Regions from separate parts of the Sus scrofa genome. Here region 2 is linked to region 1. The links are chromatin contacts, called in public HiChIP or PLAC-seq maps. All regions are on one chromosome and are shown on one strand. Each heading gives the region's core, a stretch centred on a gene start, on an enhancer-like site or on the middle of the called end of the contact. The rest is flanking DNA. Distances are from core to core; before and after follow the strand shown.

The links. HiChIP or PLAC-seq counts read pairs in DNA pulled down with a chosen protein or histone mark.
Region 2: an H3K27ac HiChIP or PLAC-seq map of alveolar macrophages shows a contact between it and region 1. The contact joins two enhancer-like sites. A contact is called at or near these places in 1 of 47 Hi-C or Micro-C datasets (liver) and 1 of 2 datasets of contacts at active chromatin or transcription factors (alveolar macrophages).

What each region holds. Positions count from the first base shown.
Region 1 is chr10:50,342,967-50,349,441 of Sscrofa11.1, reverse strand. The region is part of intron 4 of ENKUR (enkurin); the gene reads right to left. Among named protein-coding and RNA genes, the nearest start is that of PRTFDC1, 19 kb to the left of the region's middle. Within about 2 kb of position 3,706, at least 20 of the 83 cell types and tissues checked have an H3K27ac peak or open chromatin away from gene starts, as enhancers often do. A contact at or near this core is called in alveolar macrophages, where this site is marked.
Region 2 is chr10:50,425,243-50,431,717 of Sscrofa11.1, reverse strand. The region is part of intron 3 of PRTFDC1 (phosphoribosyltransferase domain-containing protein 1); the gene reads right to left. Among named protein-coding and RNA genes, the nearest start is that of PRTFDC1, 63 kb to the right of the region's middle. Within about 2 kb of position 2,582, at least 5 of the 83 cell types and tissues checked have an H3K27ac peak or open chromatin away from gene starts, as enhancers often do. A contact at or near this core is called in alveolar macrophages, where this site is marked.

The DNA.
Region 1 (6,475 bases), core at 2,457-4,956:
TGTCTGCGACCTACAACACAACTCATGGCAACACTGGATCGTTAACCCACTGAGTGAGGCCAGGGATTGAACCTGCATCCTCATGGATCCTAGTCAGGTCTGTTAACCTCTGAGCCACAAAGGGAACTCCTTAAGATCATAGTATATAATTTTTAAAGGAAAAAATTCATAGAGGCTAATGAATTTGAAGAAAAAAGATGGAGAAAGTCTTTTGTTTGTAAAAATATAAGAGCCCTTTTCAAAACTGTGGTTTAAGTGCTATCAGTAGTTACAAAAACCCCTGGAACTGATTAATTTTATCATGTGGAATGACATATTAGGCCATTACCGACATTTATCCTTTCTTATCATGAGCACTTTTAGATCATTCCCCAAGGAATTCTAAAATTTTTCTGAGAAACTTCTGCATCATCCTCAACTTGCATTTGCTAAGCTTGATTGCCTTAATAAAAAGAACCTATTCTTTTATATCATTTTTGCATAGCAACATCCCCAACATAGCAAACATGATGATGCATGGAAAATAGAAAGAGTATGAGAGAAATACAGCTGGACAGGGACTGGGCATGTGTTCCCAGAAACCACTGGAGGACTGTGCCGCTCTCCCATGACAGCTGCAGGGGCCAGATCCATCCATGGTTCTCATTTCCTCAAGCTCTTCCTTAGCAATTCTTACAAACACAGTTTTATTTTATTCTGAAATCAGGTGGAAGTGGGGAACAATCAATGTTTATTGAAGGGGGAAAAATCTTTTCAAGATGATGTGTATTCCCATAAGGACGGATTGCATATTTTAGAAGTACAGTAAGTATGCACTGTTCTACAACGGTTACCATAGGAACCAAACTTTTTCCCCATTAGATGGTAGAGTAATCATGGTAGTAAATTTCCACACAAATACCAAAGCTACACAAATTAAACATTGGTTGGGAGTCAAATCCAAGAGTCTGTGGATAGTAGGCAGGTGTTACAGAGGGAGGATAAGAGTTATAATATAAGGGAAAATATTTGCACATCCAATGATCAGACTCTAAGTTTGCTAAGCTACCAATCAAAGTGGGCATTTTTCATGCCCACTGCTTTTTTATTCTGCTCTAATTTCCCAGGAGGGCATCACTCCAGCTCTCAGCTGAAAGCCATGCTAAGCACTATCAAAGAGGACTCTTATAGGCTGGTTCCTAAGGATTTAATCAGAAAGAGAGAGCAAATGTGATATACAACTGCTTAAGGGGATACACAGGGTTCTGTGGGCAGTGCGATGCACTGAGTGGTGTGATAATCATAGAGGCGTCCACAATGAGCTGGATTTGAGCCAAATTTTTAAGAGAAAGGTAACATTGATGAAGTGGTAGAATGTTTTAGTCGAAGAGCTGCTACTACATTTATTTTAAGATGCATATTTTTCACATTCAAACATCTCTGAAATGAGTCTGCCTTAGAATTCATGGTATCGCAAAGTCACTACGAACCAGGTGGCAGTTGTGATGTTTCATCATACACACATCAGCATACTTGGTCATCGTCACTTCAACTGAGTTTTGTCCACTGTTAGCTCTACCTATGTTGAGTTTAATTGACACTTACAAGGGATTATACCACTATCTGTCCCAGAAATGAAAAGTCTCTGTGTGTATAGAAAGGCACGGAAACAGAGCAGAGTGGCAACATTTGATATTAGTTGAAGGAGACGATTGTCATTGGAGGAAAGAACAATATCATCATAACTTGCAGAAGAGGAGTCAGTAGCCTGGAATAAAATCTCAGAGACAACACTGGAGTCCTCTTGTGTGAAACACTCCTGATGGCCTATAGAAAATGCTAAGAATAAACACTGACAATTCTGCACAGAAAAGTGATAAAGACTAGTCTAGTTCTGAATGTAAAAACATTTTAGGATTACCTTAACCTTACATCACATATGGATACATAGGGGAAAAAATCTATCTAAAGTTGAAAAGAACTATTTCACCTAGTATAAAATAAAAATTCTGAGTGATAAAAAGCATTGTGACAGTTTATTTATTTGTTTGCTTTTTAGGGCCGCACCCACAATATATGGAAGGTCCCAGGCTAGGGGTTTAATCAGAGCTACAGCTGCCGGCCTATACCATAGCAACGCCAGATCCGAGCCTCATCTGTGACCTACACCACAGCTCATGGCAACACCAGATCCTTAATCCACTGAGGCCAAGGACTGAACCTGCAACCTCATGGTTCCTAGTTGGATTCATTTCTGCTGTACCATGACAGGAACTCCCATTGTGACAGACTGTTAAAAGAGTTTTTTTCTTAGTGGTACATAAAATGATACATTTTATTTATGATGACATCTTAGATTTAGTGAGATATGGGTATGTGAGAAGGATGAATAAGCAAAATATGATCTTAAGATCAACAGAAACATTCAACATGTGAGATGGAAGGGGGGTAAAAAACGTCATACTACATAAAACCCCATAAAAATATTGGTTAGCAAATATAATAATTTTGGAATTATTTTTCTCTGAAACATTTGAGTAAACTATTTTGAACATGTGAATTCTAATGTGACTTTTAAAAGAACGTCCCAATTTAAAATTGTTCTTTAAAAAAATCTATCTCAAGAAAATTAGCTTATGTGTATTTAAAGGGATCGTAATAATAAAATATCTAGAAGTTCCTATTGTGATGCAGTGAGTTAAGGATATGGCACTGCCATACTGCAGCTTGGATTTGATCCCTGGCCTGGGAACTTCCATATGTTGCGGGTGTGGCCAAAAAAAATAAAATATCAATCTGAACCATCACTATAATTAAGTGCCATTTACACGAAAAATATCTGAGTCCTAAAAAATACCCAAAGCATCAAATGATGAATCAATGCCAGATAATCACTTAAAATAAACTTACGTGATAATATTAGAAACACAGGGCTAAATGATGTTAGAGTAACACATTTTTTACAAAGAGGACTATTCTCTTTAAGGCCCTTGGCTTACATTTTTACTTTTTGAAAAATTTGCATTTTATCTAATTTTTTTTTTGTAAGTATAAGGGTCAACTGTCATCAACTTGTTTGGCTAATACCAAAATAACTAAAATTTTGAAGACTTGGAATCTTGGCACATTCTTATTTTTTAAATTATAAAATCCACTTAGAAGAAACAGAGTCTTTAAACTTTACTACTTGTATTTTAAATCCCCAAAGGGTGTGTCAAAGTGTTTTTTGAAAAGCTTTGGGTGCATTACAAAAGAACTACAGCAGTTTAATGATACAGCAAGAGAGTGATCCAAAGTCTAAGATAATGTTCTACTTTGAAGCCTAACTCACCATTGTTTTTACCACCCATACCCTATAAGGCCTTCGTGTTAGTGCTGGACACCATCTTACTGCGTGGGTGGCAGCTGCCTGTCATCTCAGTAATTTTGAAGAAAAGCCAGGGAATTTGTTTTAAAGTGTTTGTCCAGATGAAACCACATGTGGCCTCCAGGGTGCTCTGGGCCTGAAGCCTAGTCTGCTGGCTGTGTAGAACCATAGAGCTTACCCAGGAGAAAGTTTGACTGTCTCCTCAAAGCCAATAAAGATAAAAGGAACCTCTATGAGTCCAAAACAGTGCAGCTCACACATGTGGGAATTGCATAAGATTAAGGTTTGCCCTCTGTGTCGTCCTCAGAAAGGCTAGGAGAAGTAGAGAGGGAAGCAGTGAGCTGCTGGGTCCCTCTGTTGTGTTGTTTTCCTTGCTTAAAAGAAACTTTGAACCTTATTGGTGACTAGGGGACCTTGAGCACGTAATAGCAAACTGGTTATTATGTCCACTTAGGTGATGCAAGAGCCACATCACTGGAAGGAGATCCTATGAAAGGTAAGGCCTGGCAGGTGTCTGAGCCAGGCAAAGGTCCAGTTCCTTTTAATAGTCATCAACAGGGTGACAAAGGTTTGATAGGGAAGGTTCCTGGACAGGCTGGGAAGCTGTTGACCCTTGTTACTCTATGGCAAAACATTTGGTAAAATTGTCTCTTGTATTGCCACAGAAGGAAAACCACATGACTTAGCTACAGTCTGAAGGGGAACTGTTTGTAAAAACTTAGAATATTGTGGGGGGAGGGGAGTTGACTGTTCCTTGTTGCTTTTAACAAGATACTAAGAAAGAGAAGAATTTAGGCTTAGGTCCGGGAGTATAGTTTGTGCAGAAAGATGGGAGTGAATGGAGTAAAAAGGTTATTTGAACATGGCCTGCAGTCTACAGTTTATAAGTGTATAGGCTTCCACTGTTTCTCTAAGAAAGAGAAAAACACAAGACACAGGAATCGGTGGACTTGACACAGACTCCACCACTAGGAAGATGAAAGGAAATCTCAGACAGTGAATCTAGTTTGGGAATTCAACACGGCGAGGCTGAGGTCAGGGCAACGTCCCATATCCCTGGCCTCTCTTCCATCCAAGAGGAACACACAGGCAGAGTGAAAGTCAATAAAACCACTGCTTTCTTGATGGAACCTACAATACTGGCGCTGTGGGGCTGGTAATGAATGATGGGACAATAGAAAAGCTATTCCTTACCTGAGTGCTTACACTGACTATATGACACCTCTCTTGGCAAGAGTCTTCTGAGCCTCCCAGACATGAGAGAAGAAAACCACATATCTGTCAGATTGGAGTGATTCTCCCACAGACACATGTATCATTATTTCCATCTTACACACATATGCATAGAGTATTACTTGGAAAGATATATAAGAGGCTGGTTACAGTGGTTGCTTCTGGGAAGGGGGATTCAGTAGCTCTAGGAAAGGGGGTGTGAGGAAGACTTCTCCCTATTCACCTTTAGGCAGTTAGGAATTTCGAATTTCAGACCATGTCTATAAATTATCTATTCACACACACACAGCAAAATAAAAAATAGTTTCTAATAAAATTACAAGTGCACATACCTTCTGACCTAGTTATTTCATTCCTGGCAATGATTTTCTACTAATACAGCCAAATGTGCAAAATGATGTATGTTCAAGGTCACTTACTGCAGCATTGCTTTTAATGGCAAATATTGAAAACAAATTAAATCACTTCAATGCTTACAAATAGGGTGCTGGTAAATTATATTATATATACCCATACAATTTCACACCAAACATCCACAAATAGGAATGAAGAACACTGTGTATTGATAAAAAATGAGCTTATTGACTGAAAAAGGCAATTGTTATTGTGTGCTCTTTAGTTTTTAAAAAGTGAAATATATTTGTATACATAATATATATAATTAGGTGTATTTTGTGTGATATATATATATCCATCCATATATATCACATACGTATACATGTGTATCTCATATACATACACACACGTATAGGTATATATCCATTCATAATGAGACACCAAGGTGATCACATTCATGCTGTTGAATTTTGAGATTTATCACTCTACCCCAGGTCTCTTTTCTGACTCAAATATCTGTCTGAATTTCCCACTAGATGTCACAAAATTATTAAATACACGGCAAAAGTTATACTCTTGATCTCTTCACTGTAACTTCCTCCAATCTGCTCCTCCTTCATATTTTTCCAACTCAGACAGTGGCGCCTTCATTGCCCAGGTGATCTACTGCCCAGAAATGTGGTTGTCATCCCGAAACCTCTCTCTTCTTCCCCTCTCAATCCATCACCAAGTTACATTTTCACTTCTTAAATATTCCTGGAGGCCAACAGCTACTCTGTCTTCACTACCACGGTCTTGGTCTATGCCACCCTCTTCTTTACCTAGAGAACTATGATCATCTAATCTCCCCACACTCATTCATTCTTCCACTTCAATTCATGTAGCAAGTGATCATTAAAAATACTTTTTGGGAGTTCCCGCTGTGGCCCAGTGGAAATGAATCCAACTAGTATCCATGAGGATGTGGGTTTGATCTCTGGCCTTGCTCAGTGGATTAAGGATTCAACGTTGCTATGAGCTGTGGTGTAGGTTGCAGATGTGGCTCGGATCCCACCTTGCTGTGGCTGTGGTGTAGGCCAGTGGCTGTAGCTATGCTTCGACCCCTAGTCTAGGAACTTCTGTGTGCCACAGGTGCATCTCTAAAACAAGGCAAAGAAAAACCCAAACTTTTTGCATCATGCCATTTCTCTGCCTAAAACACACCAATGGATCCTGTTTCCCCCTTCAACTTCACTTTGTACCTTTCTCCTTCTCTAAGTAAACTCCAGCCTTCCTCCTATGGGTTGAGGGGTTCCTGCCCCATATCCTTTGCACTTTTTATTCTCTCTGCTTGGGTTTTTTTTCTTGCCATAATTTTTCTCTTTCCTGTCTCTCCCAACTTCTACTCATTTAGTCTATTTTAAAATCGGATCCTCAGAAATGCATCCCCTTAACTATAAAATCTGATTTAGGACCCCCTTGATATACCTTGGCTAAATGTCTCCTAATTTTTACATTTAAATCACTAATTTCAATTTCTAATTTTAAATGCATTTGTGGAGTTTCCGTCATGGCTCAGAA
Region 2 (6,475 bases), core at 1,333-3,832, 83 kb before region 1:
TTCTCCTCAATGGACAGAAGGCGCCTGGAGATCATGCTCAGACCCACCTTTGTCCTTAGTTGGCACTATTTAGTAGTCAGTAAAGCAAAGATTTAACCTTGAAATTGCTTTACAAGATTGTGGCAGATCTGTGGTAGAACTTGAGAGTAGACGGCTGGGTTCCTGGTAGGTTTCCATGGCTTAGCTGCATTTTCTTGGGGATCATGAACTACCCCAATTCCACCATCTTCAGGTCATTTAAAACCGATTTATACTCTTTGTCGACAAAAGAACCTTGACTTAAATTTCATGCTAATTTACAGGAAAAGTCAATATTTGCACATTTGGATAAATACTATCTGTGACAAATTACGCATGACATACCACTCATCACTGCGCTGCAGGAGACCCTGGAGTTCTTGGCGCACAACACCCTGCTTCATCCTCCATGTCTTGGCTCATGGTTGTTCTCCATCTTTCTTCACAGGAGTAATACTTCCTCTTTCTTCAAGACTCATTTTAGGCATCATTTCTTCTAGAAAGCTTTCCTGGAGTTCCTTGGACTTAGACTGTGTCTGATAACACTCTATGCATATCTGTGTGTCAACAGACCACATCCAGCTGGAAATTTTTTGTGAATGTAGCAATTGCCAATGGCATGAAAACTTCAACACAAACAGCTTTATTTCCATCCTAATTGCACCCCTAGTGGCTGGCACATTGTGGCATCCAGTGTGTGTTGACCTACAGTTGCAAGGGGCACAAATAATGCTGACTTGAGTAACTTGCAAGATGGGAGGAATGAAAAAATACAGACCTTCCTCCATGATGTCTGAGTAATTCCCACCCAAACTATGTTTCTTTATTCTTATTATTATCATTTTATCATCTCAGTTCCCAAAGAGCCTTCTCAATACTTTTCAAAACCTAAATGTCAAAACCCATGTGAATTCAGTACACAAAAAGTATGAAAATATAAATTATTAAGATATATTAGTATTTCATGATTAGTACAGGATACATCATTTAAAAGCCAAAACTAGCATTGTAACCACGAAACAAATATGTATATGTTAGTGTGTACAATGTAGCTCATGTGAAAGAACACCTACCTTTCCCATTTCCTGAATCTGGCGTGTGACTTTGCAAGCACGATGAGACTTTACTCAAGGGCCAATGGCTTTCTGTTTAATGACAATGATTTACTGCTCTATTGTGACTGGTATTCTACTCTACCCAGTTAGCTAAGAGTAACCCCCACCCAACACAACAAGGCTCTTTTCTTTATGACTAATAAAGTCATCTTGGGTCAGAAGGGACCATAATGATGAGAAGAAGCTATAGGCTGGTAGGAATAATGAAGGGTCATCAAGAAAAGGGAAAAAGGGAGGAGTTAAGAAGAAAATGGACCCTTACGTCAATGTAGTTATGAAAGACCCCAGGAAAGAGGAAACTGTTTAAAAACAGGTTCAATGACTTCACTTTATATGGACTCTGAAACCTTGAAACAGAATATCCTCTTGTTTTGAACCTCGGTATGGATTTGTTGTTTTGGTTTAAATTATTATTATTTTCTTTTTTTTTTTTAATGGCTGCATCCATGGCATATAGAAGTTTCTAGGCCAGGAATTCAATCTGAGTTGCAGCAACATTGGGTCCTTTAATCCACTATGCAGGGCTGGGGATCGAACCTGCACCTCTAGAGTCACTTGAGTCACTGCACTTGGATTCTTAACCCACTGCACCACAGCAGGAACACCTATGTTTTTAAATTATGCATCAGAAGGAAGAACAAGCTGAGCCCTTGACCCATCTCAATGATCCCAAAGGACTTCAGTAAAATCAGGTGTTTTCAAATGTGGATGACCACATCCTAGTGGTGACTATTTCTTAAAAGACTATTTTCTCCACACAATTTTTTCCCCCTAAATAACCCATTGAAAATTTATAATTATTAGTTTTTAAAAAAGTAACCAAATGGAAAGAGTGGAGAAATCTTAAACCAGCTCTCACAAATCCATTTTAAGATTGCCAGGGGTTGGGATGGTGAACAGGAAGGGCCAAGGGAGAGAACTGGTGGCAGATCCTGGGCTGGGGAAACGTCTAGAACACACACTGGTTTTTGGCATCAGACTGGGTCTGCTTTTGTTCCCACTCAACTGTACTCTGGGTCCAAAAGGTTCTGCTTCCTCCTGTGACTTCTCACCTTAAAATATTTCTGACATTGCCCATGCCTCCAAAATGAAGTCTCATTTTGCCATGGCAGTGGGCAAGGCTATCTTTAGAGCCAGGCAAGAGAGGTCTTGCACATCACAAATACTTAGCTGATTTTTTCGTTTTGGTCTTAAAAGGAAGTTTTGGGGAGTTATCCTTGTGGCTCAGCAGAAACAAATCCGACTAGTATCCGTGAGGATGCAGGTTTGATCCCTGGCCTCGCTCAGTGAGTTGGGGATCTGGCGTTGTCATGAGCTGTGGTGTAGGCCGGCAGCTGCATTTTCAGTTCTGCCCCTAGCCTGGGAACTTCCATGTGCCTCGGGTGTGACCCTAAAAATCTTTAAAAAAAAAAAGGAAGTTTTGGAGGAAGATTTTGAGAGAGTTTGAGCTAAGAGAAATTATGCAAGAGGGATATGTGTGCCGAACTGGGCTTTGCCCCCAGCCCCTCACAGGGCCACATTTGTGTGGGGAAGATACTAGTGGCCTTTCTTGGGAACCCAGACAAAAAGGGCTGGTGTATTTCCAAGCCGATTGCTCTAAATTACCCAAAGCAAGTGCCTTAGAGGCTGGACCCCGCAGATAACTGTGTTCCCTCCTGCCTCTCTGCTCAGGAGGGATGGTCTCAGAGGCATCTGAGTTAGAAAAGAGAGGCATGAAGACTCTAGCTGTCCAACTCCCTGGGGAGTTTAACCCGGCCAGTCCCACGCAGGGTTCAGGCAGGCTCAGTCACCACCTGGGAGCTGGTCCTGGCCCAGTTGGTGTCCTGCCCTGCCCAGCAGGCACATGGCTCTGCTCAGGCTTGCAGAGTGCAGGGATGAGCAGGGCTCCTGTAGCCTCCAGCTCCCCTAATCTGGCTAGAAACAGGAGCCTGGTCATGGACAAAACTGTAACGTTTCAAAACCTTAACTCTTTAGGCATATGGTATGTGAATCTGTTTGTTCCCTTGCCCTGGGGTCCATCCGTATTAGACTTTGAGAACCACGTGCTGGGTATTTATGAAGTGCAAGGCGCTAGGCCAGTCACATGACTTACATGAACCCTACCAAATTCCTAAGAGGTACGATCCAGCACTCGCACCCCTTGGTATTTATCCACGAAGCCAAACACTTATGTCCACACAAAAACTCACACCCAAATATTTATAGCAGTTTTGTTCACAAGTGCCAAAATCCTGGAGGCAACCAAGAGGTCCCTCGGTGCGTAAGTGGGTAAATAAACTGTGCAATGAAATATTATTCAGCACTAAAAAGAAATGAGCCGTCAAGCCATGAAAAGAAGCTTAAACGCACATTACTAAGTGAAAGAAGCCAATCTGACAAGGGTACATATTGTATGATTCCAACTTTCTGAAAATGGCAAAACCATGGAGAGAGTAAAGATTAATAGTTGCCAGGAGTTCAGGGGAGGGAGAGGAAGAGGCAGAGCACATTTTAAAGGTGATTTTTAGGGTCATGAAAATACTCTATGATACCATAATAATGGATACATATTATTATACCTTTGTCCAGACCCATAGAATGAACAAGACCAAGAGTGAACCCAGTGGGAGCTACAGCCTTTGTGGGATGGTGCCAAATCAGAGGAGCTTCACCAGCTGTAGCAGACGTACCACTCTGGTGGGGGATGTTGATAGTGGGGGGAGGAGGAGGGTGTGTGGGGACATCGGCTATACCAGAACTCTCTGGACTTGCACCTGGATGTTGCTGTGAACCTAAAACTGCTCTAAAAAAATTAAGTCCATGAAAAAAAAATCTCATGGGACAAGAGGTAACTTAATAAAGTTTAAATACCTTTGCTAAGTAACTTTGTCCAAAGTCCCATAGCCAGAAAGTGGTGGAATTAAAAGCAGAACCTTTTGTCCTATCCCCAGGCCTCCATCTAACCCATTTGTCCTACAGCTTCTCTCCTGGGTCTGATCAGAAGCTACCTTGCTGTGGGGCTTGCCCCTTCATTCCTTCTGCCCCCATGTGCACATGAACCACCTGTGTGAACTGTGATCCTGTCTGGGGCGGGGCTTGACAGCTCATTTCTAATGAGCACCCCCCGTGGGGCTGGGGTGGGTCCAGAGGGTCTGTGTCCCAGCCACGTCAAGCTGTTGGCGAGGTCCGGCACGAACTCTGTGGTTCTATCATTACTGTCTTACTGCTGCTCCCAGGATGTCTGTCACATCTCTGCTTGTCAAAAATCATAATCTCTCTTAGATAAACAAATTAAAGTCTGCTTTCACGATAAATCATCACCTGACCCTCACCCACCCCCACTAACAGCCAGAATTGATTTCTCTTTCAGATGTGCCTCCTTTGCCTTCAGCACCAATTCAGGTAGCGCGTGCTTCTTCCTTGCTATCCTGGCGCCTTCCTGCTCATGGGCTATGCATCTGTTCACTGCTGCTTGAGGAGAGGAGGAGAGGGGAGGGATTTTATAGTTTTCATCTTTTTTTTTTTTTTTTGGCTGCCCCTGCAGCATATGGAAGTTCTCGGGCCAGAGATTGAAAGCTCGCCACAGAAGCAACACCACCACATCCTTAACCTGCTGAGCCACAAGGGAACTCCTATATCTTTCATCTTTACAGGTTCCTTAAACTCCCTGATATTGGTCCTTTCATCGATAAAATGAGACAGTAACACTTTCCCATTTGGATTGTAGTGAGGTTTAAATTAATCTCACATGTAAAATGTTTCACCCATAGTAAACCTGGATAAATATCTATTGAGTTGGGGTTTCCTCTTTTATTATATGAATAAGGAAAGGAGGTGAAAAAGGAAGTGATTTATTGCCAGAGGCAGGCCTAGGACCAGGCATCTTAAGCTTTAGTGAAGTCCTTTTTCTGCTCTTTCAAGCACTACTTCATTTTATTTTGGGTGTGTGAGTAATTCCCATTTTTGTGACATTTATCAGTATTTACGGAAGAGACCCAGAATACTCTTTCCTTGTTCACATTTTTTTATACAAATTGCTGGCTAAAATTCAGATAGGGCTTACAAATAAAAGGCATCAATGTGTCCTTACATCTTGGTAAATGATAAAGGAGCATAACATATTTCATATACATCTATAATGTAATGGCATGCCTATGTAACTCAAAATAACCAATTTTTTTGTTTGTTTGTTTTTTTTAGGGCTGTACCCACAGCATATGGAGGTTCCCAGGCTGGGGGTCGAATCGGAACTGTAGTTGCTGGCCAACACCACAATCACAGCAACACAGGACCTGAGCCGCATTTGCAACCTACACAACAGCTCATGGCAATGCCAGATCCTTAACCTACTGAGTAAGGCCAGGATTGAACCTGCATCCTCATGGATGCTAGTCAGATTTGTTTCTGCTGAGTCACGTCAGGAACTCTTAAATTACCAAATTTTATTTTATTTTTTAAAAATTTATTTTTTTTCTCTCTCTCCTTTTTTAGGGCTGCACCTGCGGCATATGGAGGCTCCCAGGCTAGGGGTCCAATTGGAGCTATAGCTGCTGGTCTACACCACAGCGACAGCAATGCCAGATCCGAGCCACATCTATCTACACCACAGCTCATGGCAATGCCGGATCCTTAACCCACTGAGCGAGGCCAGGGATTGAACCTTTGTCCTCATGGATGCCAGTCAGGTTCATTAACCACTGAGTCACGATGGGAACTCCAAATAACCAAATTGTAAAGAGGCCAATGGTTGGAGTTCCCTTGTGGTGCAGTGGATTAAGGTTCTGGCGTTGTCCCTACAGCACCTCAGGTCATTGCTGTGGCAGGGGTTTGATCCCTCACCTGGGTTACTTCCACATGCTGCGGGTGAGGCAAAAAAAAAAAAAAAAGCCAATGGTTTCCCAATTAAATGTGATCATACAAGAGAAAATAAATGATTATGATCAACCAGAGTGATTGCCTTCACCGATTACTGGGACATATTGGCAAACCCACTTCTCATTTACTTCATCTACAAAACACAGATACTACCAACTGCCTTACTTGCTTCTCAGAGTTCATATAACGAGCAAAACATTGCCAGTATATGCAAACGTTATGAAAAAAAAAAAAAAACCAACTTTCTCTGTGCAAAAAATCATCACCAATGTCTTTGGGCATAATCCAGAGCGAAAGGGGAAAGGCAGCTGATGTGAAACATACAGAAAGTGGAAGACTGGGTTGGGCCATCTAGTGTTACTATTTTTTTTAGGTTTGTGGTCTCTGCTCCAACTGTTCCAGGTCTCTAGGTGAGATAGGAGTCATGTGTGAGAAGGTCAGAGAGTAGAAGGCTTTTAGAGTCACTGTCTCTTTTTCAGAATAAGAAA